Regions from separate parts of the Macaca mulatta genome. Here region 1 is linked to region 2. The links are chromatin contacts, called in public Hi-C maps. All regions are on one chromosome and are shown on one strand. Each heading gives the region's core, a stretch centred on a gene start, on an enhancer-like site or on the middle of the called end of the contact. The rest is flanking DNA. Distances are from core to core; before and after follow the strand shown.

What was found. Hi-C and Micro-C count contacts between places; a contact is called where the count stands out from the background.
Region 1: a contact with region 2 is called in a Hi-C map of cortical neurons, with 2.2 times the contacts expected there. The contact joins the promoter of NXF1 here to the promoter of SLC3A2 in region 2. A contact is called at or near these places in 2 of 14 Hi-C or Micro-C datasets (cortical neurons and fetal cortical plate).

The regions. Positions count from the first base shown.
Region 1 is chr14:11,248,165-11,255,320 of T2T-MMU8v2.0, reverse strand. It overlaps NXF1 (nuclear RNA export factor 1), which reads right to left and starts at 4,606. Exons shown (of 22, transcript XM_077962523.1): 1 at 4,282-4,606; 2 at 3,856-3,971; 3 at 1,898-2,084; 4 at 1,524-1,677. The coding sequence starts at 1,932. STX5 (syntaxin 5) reads right to left here. Exons shown (of 11, transcript NM_001261004.2): 11 at 5,124-5,730. The coding sequence ends at 5,571.
Region 2 is chr14:11,200,928-11,207,512 of T2T-MMU8v2.0, reverse strand. It overlaps SLC3A2 (solute carrier family 3 member 2), which reads left to right and starts at 4,456. Exons shown (of 12, transcript XM_077962507.1): 1 at 4,456-4,705. The coding sequence starts at 4,594. LOC718486 (a long non-coding RNA gene) reads right to left here and starts at 5,082. Exons shown (of 10, transcript XR_013403642.1): 1 at 4,194-5,082; 2 at 3,757-3,798; 3 at 3,467-3,550; 4 at 3,220-3,270; 5 at 2,845-2,877; 6 at 2,361-2,407; 7 at 2,133-2,165; 8 at 1,886-1,922; 9 at 1,390-1,451; 10 at 54-1,015. It overlaps LOC114672513 (small nucleolar RNA SNORD26), which reads right to left and starts at 3,699; the gene lies at 3,626-3,699. LOC114672512 (small nucleolar RNA SNORD27) reads right to left here and starts at 3,415; the gene lies at 3,344-3,415. It also overlaps LOC114672511, LOC114672519, LOC114672510, LOC114672514, LOC114672515 and LOC114672518, and 1 more gene.

The sequences.
Region 1 (7,156 bases), core at 3,357-5,856, 48 kb before region 2:
AGGCTAGAGTGCAGTGGTGCGATCATAACTCACTGCAGCCTTCATCTCTTGGGCTCAAGCGATCCTCCTGTCTCAGTCTTCTGGAGTAGCCAGGACTACAGGCATGCACCACCATGTCTGGCTAATTTTAAAATTTCCTGTAGAGAAGGGGTCTTGCTGTATTTCCCAGACTGGTCTTGAACTCCCAGCCTCAAGTGATCCTCCACCTCGGCCTCTCAAACTGCTGGCATTACAGGCATGCGCCACTGTACCCAGCCCACTTACGCTTATAATCCCTCCAAAAAAAAAAATCGGCCGGGCGCGGTGGCTCACGCCTGTAATCCCAGCACTTTGGAAGGCCGAGGCGGGCGGATCACAAGGTCAGCAGATTGAGACCATGGTGAAACCCTGTCTCTACTAAAAATAGAAAAAATTAGCCGGGCGCAGTGGCGGGCGCCTGTAGTCCCAGCTACTCAGGAGGCTGAGGCCAGAGAATGGCGTGAACCCGGGAGGCGGAGCTTGCAGTGAGCCGAGATTGCGCCACTGCACTCCAGCCTGGGCGACAGAGCGAGACTCCGTCTCAAAAAAAAAAAAAAAAAAATCAATTTTTTTTATTCTAAAAGTTTCAAGATATTATTTACACCTTGCCTGTCCCTCAGAGAACTTCATGGACTCCAAGCCCCATACTCAGCCTGAGCCAAATGAAGACATCCAGAGGAATTACTCCTTCCACAACCACAGTTTTCGTATTTCTCTTCCACCCCTTCTCTGAACCTGCTCTAAGGTGTTGGAAGATACTGATTCCTAGGAGAAGAGACAGATACTTGACTATGGCGTAATCAGCTAACAAGAATAATTTTTGGGCTGGGCGCGCTGGCTCATGCCTATAATCCCAGCACTTTGGGAGGCCAAGGCGGGCGGATCACGAAGTCAGCAGTTCAAGACCAGCTTGGCCAATACAGTGAAACCTTGTCTCTACTAAAAATATAAAAATTAGCTGGGCGTGGTGGTGGGTGTCTGTAGTCCCAGCTACTCAGGAGGCTGAGGCAGAAGAATCGCTTGAACCCAGGAGGCGGAGGATGCAGTGAGCCGAGATCACGCCACCGCACTCCAGCCTGGATGACAGAGCAAGATTCCATTAAAAAAAAAAAAAAAAAAAGGCCGGGCGCGGTGGCTCAAGCCTGTAATCCCAGCACTTTGGGAGGCCGAGACGGGCGGATCACGAGGTCAGGAGATCCAGACCATCCTGGCTAACCCGGTGAAACCCCGTCTCTACTAAAAAATAAAAAAACTAGCCGGGCGTGGTGGCAGGTGCCTGTAGTCCCAGCTACTCGGGAGGCTGAGGCAGGAGAATGGCGTGAACCCCGGAGGCGGAGCTTGCAGTGAGCTGAGATCCGGCCACTGCATTCCAGCCTAGGCGACAGAGCGAGACTCCGTCTCGAAAAAAAAAAAAAGAATAATTTTTGTGGAATAAAATTAAACATCTCTACTCTGAGCGTGGCCTCCGATCTCTACTGTACCATCTACTTGCTCAAAGTACTCACTGTAATCTTGAACCAGTTCTTTGAGGTCCCATCCTGGCTGGTGCCAGCCCCTCCTCTCTCTGGAGGAGCTCTGTCTCTCCGCACAGTAACATGAATGCGATCTCGATCATGCCAAGTATCACCCCGACGGTTAGGTCGGGTGGTATAGGGGTTGCTGTGGGTAAACAGAGGATAAAATGACCACAAATGCTAGGAAAGTCTTCTCAAAGACCTTCCTGCACTGTGTTGGCGGGACTAAACTAAGACTGTTCAATCGCTAAGCTAGTCCTGGCATTTCTCACTATAACAGGTGGGAAGGAAAATGACATGGACAGTAAAAGGGCCATATAATCTCATGAGCCACTAAATTCAAACCAGACCAACTGGTCACTTACTATCGTACTCGGGGACCATCCTGGGCATCACTCATTGCCACATCTCCATCATCTTCCTCCAGGCGGGAAGACCGAATACCAGAACCGCCTCTTCCAGACCTACGGTTTCCTTCACCATATTTCCACCGGAAGGGACCCCGGCCTTTTTTCTTTCTTTGAGGGAAATTAACGCGTTCATCATCGTGTTCTGGAGTTAGAAACAGGAACACAAATTAGAAGTAACTGGTCCGGCTTGGTGTGGCAATCATAGTTTCTACTCTGAACTACTGGAAGAGATACATACTAACTACACAGGCCATCTCCATGCAAACTCCGCTGCCTGTCCACAGGAAAGAACTCTCTCTGTGGGAGGTCAGCATCAAGGAAAAGTTATTGGAAATCTGTGCAGGGCTTTTGAAAAATGAAGTAGAAACTGGAATTAGAAGCAGAATGTATAAATGTGAGACCCCAAAGTGTAAGTGAACACAAATCAGACCTCTGAAAGCCACCTGAAATCTGCCACTCAATACTTTGTCTATACAGTACAGATGCCAGTTACAAATATGATCAGTTTAAGGATCCTCTAAAAATTCTCCTTGTTCTCAAATTGCCACTTTGAAGTTTTCTGAGGAGCTCTTCGATTCCTTGGCCAGAAATGCCCTTTAACTCAGGAGACAATTTCTAGACTCAGGCTCTAGTGGTAGTGCCAGGCTAGGGTGCTTAACCAGGGACCCTGGAATGCTCTCCAGGAATATGATCTGATTCATGCTGTGCAGGACTAGCGTCTTAAAAAGGGTCCCTAACTCCCAAAAGAGATCTGCCTAATACCGAGCACTCTGTAAACAATGAATCTCAACAAATGACCCTAGGAAAAAAGAACACAGAAGGCGCAGCTAACATTCATTGAGAACTGTTCTCCAGTACCGGCCACTATGCTTCAGGCACTTGATAGGAATGATCTCATTTTCCCCCCTACTTCCCCCCCAACTCTTAAGAAATACTGTTGTTATTCCACTTTAAAGGGGTGGAAGAGGAGAGTTTTAAATTCACGGTTTCAACCTCCACCATGCACTCCTAACTACTACAAAGAACTAACACCCAGTGTAGTGTTCAGACTGGAACATCCAGTTGATGTGTAAGTCTCGAATATTAAGCCAAAGCCCAGGCCCGAGGGTTCAAGACCGACTGGACGCAGTAAAAAATAGGGCACCAGGGCAGCCCATGAGTAGGGCACTAACTCACATTAAAGGAAGAGTCAGGCCGCCAAACCGAACTGACAGGCATCAACCACCCACAAAGTTCAAAGGAATCCCGTCCCCCTACCCCCGAGCCACCCGCTCCGAGCCGCAGGTCCCCCAACACCAGGATTCCAGGAGGAATCCAGGAGTCAACAACTCGGTAATCCACCTCGAGTGCCCCCGACCCCCCGCGCGCCGCTCCCCGCGGACGTCGGGCCCCTGGCGGCCTCACGCCCCGGAGGCTGAGGCCTAGGCCGGCGCCGCCCACCCGCGCCCCAGATAGCCGGTTCCCGACCCGAGGACCAGCACTGACCGCTGTACGACTTCCCCTCGTCCGCCATGCCACAGCGAAGAGCAAGGGCGGGCTCAAGCGCTGGCCGCTACGCCGGCAAACGACCGAACGCCCAAGCACTCAGGACCGAAGTGTCCCTACGCCGGGCGCCACCGCATTTATATAGCAAAGCACGTCGCGCGCCGCTGACGTCCCAGGCTGGAGGCGGTGTCGCCGCCCGGAGAAAGCGCGACCCCCTGCGCGTGCGCACACTTAAGGCCGTCGTGCGAGGGGCGGGGCCTGACCCTCCGCGCCCCGCCCAAGACCTGAGCTTGCGGAACCCCGGCTGGTAGCCAGCAGGTCCCCGCATGTTTTCATCTGTCCGCTGACGCTGCCCTGGCAGCTTGAGTTAGTGCTAGAGCAGAGTGCTGCCGCTGCAGCCCAGAACTCAGCGGGGAACGGGGCCGTACCAAGGGCTTCCGAGGAATGGAGACCGCGCCTCCGGGTGGGAGTGATGGCTCAGACCCCTACCCGCATCTAGCCAGTGTGTCAGCTCGGCTCCTTGTCTATGCCTCGCTTTCTTCGCCTATAAGATGGATTAACAAATCACGAAGTTGAGAATTAGAATGTGAGCTCGAACGTTGACTAAAGGCTTTTTTTCCCTCGAGGGCTTGACTCGGCAGGTACTATGCCTGGCACATAGTAAAAATTCAACATGTATTTGTGAAATAAATGAATTTCTATTCTGTGAATTTCCCCCACCCCACCCTGAGTTGCTGAGTCAAATGAGACGACATCTGTCAGGGGTTTGCCGAGCATTGTCTTCACAGACCTTCCATCAATGGCGTCCCCTGTTAGAAACCCATCGTGTCAACGGGGCAGACAGTGAAGCTCACCAGCAGTGGCAACTTGCTGGAGATGCCGAGGAGGAGGACATTTTAAAATATCAGGGCCTTGGGCTCTCCTAGACCCCCAAAAGCACCACCATCAGCCCCTGATTGATTGTTGTCTCTATAGCTTCAGCTTCCTTTGGAATGTATGAGACAGGGGCACTGGAGCGTCCTCAGAATGTGGTTGCGAGTCTTGGTCAGGAAGAACAAAGCACATTAATCTCTCTGGACGGTGGGTATTTTGGGCAGGTGTTTCCTCCATTCTCTGTGACTGGCTTTGATTTGGTGAAGTGCTTTGAGGGAATCAAAAGCCTCAACTGGAGTTGGGAACAAATTCTTCACCTTCCACTCCTGGCAGCAGGCAGAGCTTCTGCCTTGCTTAGCTCAAGGAAGAATTACGGCCAAATAGTTGGAGGATACAGATGAAACAGGTCCAAACACTGTTTGAGATGGTCTTGGAAGCTGCCACCAATCAGGGACCCCCTCTGGGATCCTGCTTCTGTGTGAAAGGAAGTTTCCATGCTAATCAAGTGTTGCAACACTTGGTTCTCCCCTGTCTAGAGGCAGCTGTGTGTCAGAGCCCAAAATAGCCTGCCTCAGCAGTGATACCTGGCACAGCCATTAGCCCAACCCTTTCAGTTCTGGTACTGGGCAGTGGGCTCACTCCACTCGCTGCCTAGGCCCTTCGACGCTCCCACCCAGAAATGATGACATGGCTAGTGAGGCTGACAGTCTTGCTGTAATTGGGAGAAAACGGGCTGCAGCACATTTGGCAGATTGAGAGTCACCAGCAGCCAATGTCAGGGGTTGTGCAGGCAGCTGAAGGGCTCAGGGTTCCCTGCCCCACATGGTGAAAGAGGAAGAAAGAGGTCAATTGGGAAAATTGGTCCCTGGGGCTGCTTCCTCTCTTCACTCACAGGAAGGTGGGGAAAGGCATCATCTCCCTTTGCTGCCAACGTTTCCTTTGGGAGAGGCTGGAGAGGGTTTATAAAAGTCTCCTAGTGGAGACAACCTACCCCACTGGCCCCCAGCTGGCCTCTGTTCCCTTCCAGTCACTTCACACACAGAGTCCAAATCTAGAACCCTGTGTGTTTCATAGGCCTGAGGGTGGTGGGGGGAGGACAGGGTGGCCAGAGGCAAGGGGTGGGGGGTCAGGGGCAGTGGCCATTCTTTGCAGTTCCAGGGAAACAGGGCCTTTCTCCCAAGCACCCTGCACAGGCTCAGTGGCAGCACTGGCCACGTGCCTTCCTAGGAGGGTCCCAAACCCCAACGGAGTGCCTCAGAGTGGAGAGGGTTCAAGCAAGGAAGACCACAAAGATGATGAAGAAGACAATGAGGATGAGGAAGATTTTGACCATGAGCCACCGGTTGGAGGTGACTGACTGGAAGTACTTGAGGATCTCTGAATGGGCGGCCTCAACGTCCAGCTGGGCTCCCAGCACGTTCTCGTCGATCCTGGGGACAAGGCCGGGAGAAGAGGAAACAAAAGGACACTGGATTAAAAAGAATGCTGCTGAAGTCTATTTATTGACATGGAAAGATGGTCACAATATGATCCCATTCTTATATATATATATTTGTGTATAGAAAAAGTTTTGGAAGGATACTATAAACAAGTTATTTCTGGCTTGAAAACCAACTCTGCCATTTATTAACTTAAGACTCTTAAGTTAGTCTAACTTCAAGCTTCATTTTCCTCACCAGCAAAATGAGGATAACCCAAGCCCTGCCTTCTCTCAGACTGCTGTCAGTCTTCAATTAGTTAGTATAAAGTCCCTAACCCACAAGAGCCCCAAAAATATTAGTTATAATTTTTGCTCATCAGTATTTAGATTTTTATCTGGTGAGTATGTATTATATTTATTGTAAGGGGAAAAATGTTCACAGACCATTACAGTCAAGAAATCATGGTTCTGAGTGAAAAAGAAAAATGTAATGACATGGACAGGAAGTCACGGGATAAGAAAAGCTCTATGGCCAGCCATGGTGGCTCACGCCTGTAATCCTAGCACTTTGGGAGGCTGAGGTGGGCAGATGGCTTGAGCTCACGAGTTTGAGACCAGCCTAGGCATCATGGGAAAACCCCATCTCTGCAAAAAATACAAAAATTAACTGGGTGTGGTGGTGTGACCCTATAGTCCTAGCTACTTGGGAGGCTGAGGTGGGAGGACAGCTTGAACCCAGGAGGCTGAGGAGCTCGAGGATGCAGTGAGATTGTGCCACTGCACTCCAGCCTGGGTGACATAGCAAGACTTTATCTCAAAAAAAAACAACAACAAAAAACCACCAAAAAAAAAGGTATATGGACCCTAGTTTTGGCCGGGCTGTAATCCCAGCACTTTGGTAGGCCCAGGCAAGAGTATCACTTGAGCCTAGGAATTGGAGACCAGCTTGAACAACATGGTAAGACTCTGTCTCTATTTAAAAAAAAAAAAAAAAAAAAAAAGGCCGGGCGCGGTGGCTCACGCCTGTAATCCCAGCACTTTGGGAGGCTGAGACGGGCGGATCATGAGGTCAGGGAATCGAGACCATCCTGGCTAACACGGTGAAACCCCGTCTCTACTAAAAATACAAAACAATTAGCTGGGCGTGGTGGCGGGCGCCTGTAGTCCCAGCTACTCGGGAGGCTGAGGCAGGAGAATGGCATGAACCCGGGAGGCGGAGCTTGCAGTGAGCCAAGATCGCACCACCGCACTCCAGCCTGGGTGTCTGAGCAAGACTCTGTCTCAAAAAATAAATAAATAAAATAAAATAAAATTTAAATAAGTATATCGGAGGATGTGAGTAGATTACAAGCAAATATGACAAGATGTTATGGGCCTTTAGTGAAACCCCGTCTCTACTAAAAATACAAAAAATTAGCCGGGCCTGGTGGCAGGCA
Region 2 (6,585 bases), core at 3,207-5,706:
TTCCCATGGAAATTTACACACTGGTGCTAAGGAGGCACATACAAACAGGACTATGTAATCAATCATTTTATTATTTTCATCAACAACCAATACAGCAACACAAATTGACAGCCACTCCTCAAGGGAACCTTTTTTTGTAGTTTAGAGCAATGCCCTGAATGAGCTACCTACATGGCACACAGTATTTGCAACATGCAAATGGAGACCTAAAGGCTCATGATGGGAATAGAAGGTGGCTCTATACAGAGGAACAGAAATGGAGTTATGGGAAGCTCAATCAACAATTGGCAACAAGCTAGGTCAGTAGTTTGCCAAACTGGCCATCTATGCAGTGCCTGAGTTTTGGTTCTGGGCTTGGATCATGTAAGAAAGGCAGCAAAGTCTGGGTGCCAAGAATCACACCTACAATCCCAGCACTTTGGAAATCTGTGGTGGGAGGATCTCTTAAAGCCGGGGCCTTGAGCGCAGCCTTGGTAGTAAAACCAAGCCCTTGTATCTAAAAAACAAAAGGGCAGGTAGATTCCACAGAAATAATGTTGCAGGAAGGGGGTGATAAAATACAGAAACATTAACACACAGCAAACCCTCAACTGTTTCATTGGCTCCCAGTGTCTTAATCTGTGTCTGCTAACATTTTAAGGTACATCTAAAAGACCCCCTAAACCCAGCAAGCTTTTCATTTAAAATTCCTTCAGTGAGGTACATCTAGGGAAAAAGTCCCTAAAGTGTGCTGATAAATTAGGCTCCTTGAATGCTGCCTTGGAGTAGGAAATGCAGCATTAGACAGACTGCCTAAGCAAGCTGGGTAAAACCCAGTTAAAAATAGCAAACTCTCAAGGGGTCACTTCCTTGTGCCCAGGTAGACCCACCCAAAGGCATGATTCACAGTAAAGCTTTGAAAAAAAAAAAGCAGCCACGCCATTAAGACGACTAAAATTATGCTGTGGTAACTTCAACAGCTAGGTTATCCAAGGACTTGGAAAATTCACCTTCTGATGTCCTCCAAGACAGATTCCTGCAGAGGAAAAACAAAAGTTCTTATTGGATTGGAAAATATGAATGTACACAATAGTTAACACTATGTAACCTAAGAGTAAAAGGTTGCTATTATAAAACCAGTTAAATATTTAAACAGATACCTACCATTTCTTATGCACCTTGTTCTTTACTCAGACCTGGAAAAATTAAAATCAATGTTTTCAACAAGTGCTGATTACTCCCTTTCTTTGTATAGAAATATTTGTCATCCCTCAGACAGTTCCTTCTGGAACAAATCTTCCTCTTTTCCCCCAGCCAGTCCCAGTGGGTTCACCTTTACAGGCTCTGGGACTAGGACAGAGAGTAAGACGTGTGAAAGTTTCTTCATTGGGAATTTTTAGCACAGTCCACCTTACATTTCGGTTTACTCACCTGTAACTGCAGTCTGGAGTCAACAGTAACACCTAGTTTTCCTGCAAAATCAAGAAAAAATCATGTAGTCTTGAGAGACTTTCATTCTACAGTACATTTTACAATCTCTCAACTATATCTGTTGCTTGGCAGACAGAAGTTTCAGGGCACATTTTAGAGGAAACACTACTTAGCCCAAGAACTTCCTATTGGCTGTAATGCCTCCTCAAATAACTTGTAATTTTTAGAAGTTGTCACTGGAAGGCAGGCTCACAGCTCAGAAAATACCTTTCAGTCACATTGATCAGACTGGGGCGGTATTCAACTCATCACTGGTGAGCAGGTGATCATCACTTGGTGGTCCAGGAGATCAAAGATTTGGGTTAAGCCAGTTCTATCTGTACACATCCACCCAGACCACAGTGCTATCACACACAAAAATCACAGAAAATTGTATATAGCAGCCATTGATGGCAGCTATTGCAAAGCCACTTACCTCAAACTCCTCGAGTGCTAGAGAGAAGGTGCTGGCCCTGAAAGGAGGAAGACCAAGTCAGTAGTGCTTCTCCTATCCTGCATTAAGTTGTTCCCACGCATCATTCTTAGAAAATCAGATTTCAGAGTCTCAACAGCAAGTCATCAGCCGAACGAGATTCCATGTAAGTCATCATATATACAGGCCTAAAAAGGCAGTTTTTTCTACTCTATATGCTGGATGCATTGAATACAGTGAAATTACTCACCTTAGAGCCAAAGAGGTTATTGGTTAATAACACCTAGAGAAAAACAAAACTGTGGGTGAAAGATTCCTCAGACATGGTTACCCCCCACTCCCTGCATTCTCCAATTTCTCAGGTGTTCATGTATTTTCACTGTCAGTCATAGTGAGCTAGTTTGATTCATCATAGAAACTGTCTACTTGGTGGCATAAGCGGTAAGGAGCAAAAAAAAAAAAAAAAAAATCAACTAACCTCTCAGCTCTGAAGGTTTTTCAATAGTATATGGCAACAAGCTGCTCCTGAATCAAAAAAATCAATCAATTAGCTAATTATCCCAAACAGCCAAAACTATTTTAGTTACGGTTGCTAGTGGACAAGCTAAGAAAAGGTAACCAAATGCCTCAGACAGCTTATGGAATAAGCTCTCATGCCCTTTTTCAGTTAATCCTGGTGGGTTCACAATTACTGGTTCCCAGGCTAGAACAGGGCTGAGGCAGGATGTTTCCTCCTCATTGGAGCTGAACCGTGGAAACCTACAACTGACAAGCACTAGTCTGACCCTGGGCAGATCAGTGGGCATCTATCTGAGAGAAAAAAGGGGAGGTCTGGAAACATCACTACAGAGAACAAGAGGAACCAGAAAACTTTATGGTTTAAGCAGGCTTTGGTAACAAACATCAAGATGGCTAAGTTATCAATTAGATAATAGGCCCATAGAATTAAAAAAGCAACGTACTGTAAGATAGAGGCAGATTGTCATGAGGAATACCTGGAAAGCAAAGCAAATTAGTTATTTTAAGGTATTAGGATGGAATGAAACTTATTCAAAATCAACAACTGCCATCAGAACTCTAACATGCTATTAATTTTTGTACCTCACAGAACATCAGCTTATCAATTCAAATCATCTGACAGTAAAGTGATCGATATATGGATGAGGATAACAGCGCACCTTTACAAGAACTGTAGTACCGGGTTGCGATCTCGCTTCCCAGAAAATTATCTCAAGAGGAACAAGATGGAAGGCGCCAAAAAACAAAATTGCTTCCGCCGGCCACTTGTTCTCTTGTGAACATTTACAGAGATGACATACACCAATTTGAATAATTACCTGTATTCACCCTGGGAGGCAGCTGAATTCCTCAGGATAGATTATGAGATGCTGTAGACAACAGAGGAAGGCATTTTATGTACCTAAAAATAGTCATTCAAAGACCCCCGAAGACCTCGCTGTCACTTCTCAGTAGTAAGATGACATCACTTATAAGTTCAGCCATATGCTTGTCATTTTGTGTTCATCACGGAGTGGTTATCTAGCAAGGTCTCCTCTGTAAGAGCATAAAAGCATGTACACCTACCTGGAACATTACTGTAACGCTGGCTTTGCAGAAAGATGGGTCTTGTCCCATTCCTTCACCAGTGAGCTTTTGTGGGCTAAACATCTGAAAAAATAACAGCCTTCACTAACACCTCAGACAAATCAATAAGTCCCTGACATTTATTGCGTACAGTACAGTGCTACTCAGAATTTTTGTTTTCTCCACTAATCCATCAGAAAGAGAGAGTTCAGTTTGTAAAATCATCCCCGTAGCAACTTCTACACACTCAACGAAAGAGCAGAGGTTAAGAAATGGCCATAAGAACTTACTGTAACATAGAGCTCTCTTCGATTCCAACGTGCGCGTAAACCCTGCAGACAAGAGTCCAAGAAGACATTAGGTCAACACAGGGCATTTCGAAAACGCTATCTTCTGAGCCGACGGCTAAGTAGGAGGCTTGCAGGGCCCATCTCCTCAGAGTCACTTATCCTCACGGAGCTCAGTACAGGTCTGTGAAAAGGTCCTCATCATAGGGAGGGGACCCGCACGGCCCGCCATCGCCATCTTGTCCTTCACAAAGCCCCGCTGCTACTTAATTTAAGTCTCGAGGCCACCCACAAGACCTCACCCGCCAGTCACCCTGGCTAGACAGCTACAACACAGAAGGCATAGCGCGTGCTATGCGATGTCCGCACAATCGTTCAAAATAAAAGAAACGGACAAAGCACAAAACACTGACAGCTACAAATCTTACGAAATCACTTACCAGCGGCAGTAGAACAATGAGACCGAAATTGGCACGGAGAGACGATTAAATACCATCCCGCAGAGGCCCACGGGATTTGGGGGCGGTGCTATGGCGAGCGCACGCGCATACGTTGACCGCATGCGACCCCGGGGAGTTGTGGGTAGAGAGTTCCAGGGAAGGAGGGCGTGGACAAAGCGCTACCTGAACTTGCGGCGCGAAAAGGGCGCGCATGCGTCCTACGGAACCTCACCGACCGCATTGCGGCTTAGTTTTCTCACCCAGTGCATGTGGCAGGAGCGGTGAGATCACTGCCTCACGCGGATCCTGGACTGACGGTCACGACTGCTTACCCGCTAACCCTGTTCTGAGCTCCCCCTTCCCCCCACACACCCGAAACCTGTGTGCAGGATCCGCCTCCATGGAGCTACAGCCTCCTGAAGCCTCGACCGCCGTCGTTTCGATTCCCCGCCAGCTGCCGGGCTCACATTCGGAGGCTGGTGTCCAGGGTCTCAGCGCGGGGGATGACTCAGGTACTGGATCCCGAGCTAAACTCGGGAGGAGGTCCCCTTTGGGGGAGCCATTTCGGTAAAGTAAGTCAGGGCGTAAGTGCTCCACTGAAGACAGGATCTGATTTTTTTCTAACTGGTCCCCTATGTCCTGCCTTCTGGTGCGTTTTCTTTAGATCTTGGACTACTACGGGCCAGCATTAGCTAACATTTGTGGAGCACCGTCTTAAGCACACTGTATTAATCGATTAATCCATCAAAATCCCAAGAGCTAGGTAGGATGACAGCCCCCTTTATTGATGGGGAACCTTAAAGGGCTCCCGCGGTGCTGCCTGCTGCAACTCCTGCCCGATCACTATGGTTGCAGTCAGCTATAGACTGTTTTACTGAGACCGGACAGCATTAGTTCAGTCGTTCGTGGTAAACATCTACGTGTACAAGCACACTTTATAAACATTTTTTTTTTTCCGAGACAGAGTTCTGCTCTGTCGCCCAGAGTGCAGTGGCGGGATGTCGGTTCACTGCAACCTCTGCCTCCCAGGTTCAAGCGATTCTCCTTCCTCAGCCTCCTGAGTAGCTGGGATTACAGGCTCCCGCAATCATCAAGCCACGCTAATTTTTGTATTTTTAGGAGAGATGGGGTTTCATCACGTTGGCCAGGCTGGTCTCGAACTGCTGACCTGGTGACCTCCTGCCTCAGCCTCCCAAAGTGCTGGGATTACAGGCGTAGGCCACCACACCCGGCCTGGCTCAGCATTTTGGGAGGCCAAGGTGGGAGGATCTCTTGAACCCAAGAGTTCAAGACCAGCCTAAGCAACATAGTGAGAAACCGATACCCATCTCTACAGAAAAATAGAAAAAATTAGCCAGGAGCGGTGGTGCATGCCTGTAGCCTCAGCTACTTGGGAAGCTGAGGTGGGAGGATTGCTTGAGCCCAGAAATTTGAGGCTGTAAGTGAGTTGTGATCAAGCCACTGCACTGCACTCCAGCCTGGATGACTGAGTGAGACCCTGTCTCAAAAAAAAAAAAAAAAGTGGGACAGATAAACTATGGAAAATCAAGATGGCCCAGAGTAGACAGACAAGGCTGGGGAGGTTGTGAGTGGGAATGGCAGTTGGGAAATGCTTTATAGAGTGTCTGGGCCTGAAAGGGTTGAAAGACTCCGGAGGGGAATTCCAGTTAAAGAAACAACTGGAGCACAAGCTTGGTGCAAGAAAAAGAAAGAAGTGTGTGGCTACAATTCATGAAAGATGGGCAAAAGGGGAGTATTAGAATATAAAACTGGAATGTATTTCCTGGGGAAAGCCACATAAGCAGGACCTTGAGAGCAAAGCTAAATCACTTGAATCATAGATAGAAAAAAAAAACCAGGGAGAGTTTTTAAGTAGGAAAGTGATAAGACATTGGGGGATAAGATGGAGACAAGGTCATTAATTAGATTGCCATAGTAGTTTAGGCAAGAGGATTCAATACTAGCAAGTGTAACGGCAGTGGAAGTGGAAAAGAGGGGATTTGGGTTAGGGGTCTCCAACTCACATACAGAAATCAGCTAAGTAATGTAGGTAAGTGAAATGAACTGAGTTGGGACTCTGGTGAACTGGGCAGCCCTTTCACAGCTCCAGCTGATTGTTGCCTTGTGACAGTATTGTCTCTGTGTGATCAAATAGTTTTCAAAAGAATCCAGAAGTCCAGAATTGTGTATTTACCCACTTTAAAATGTTGAGTTTAAATTTTTTTGGCCGGGCGCGGTGGCTCATGTCTGTAATCCTAGCACTTTGGGAGGCCGAAGTGGGCGGATCACCTGAGGTCAGGAGTTAGAGACCAGCATGGCCAACATGGTGAAACCCCTTCTCTACTAAAAATACAAAAATAAGCCGGGCGTGGTGTGGGTGCGGTGGCGGGCG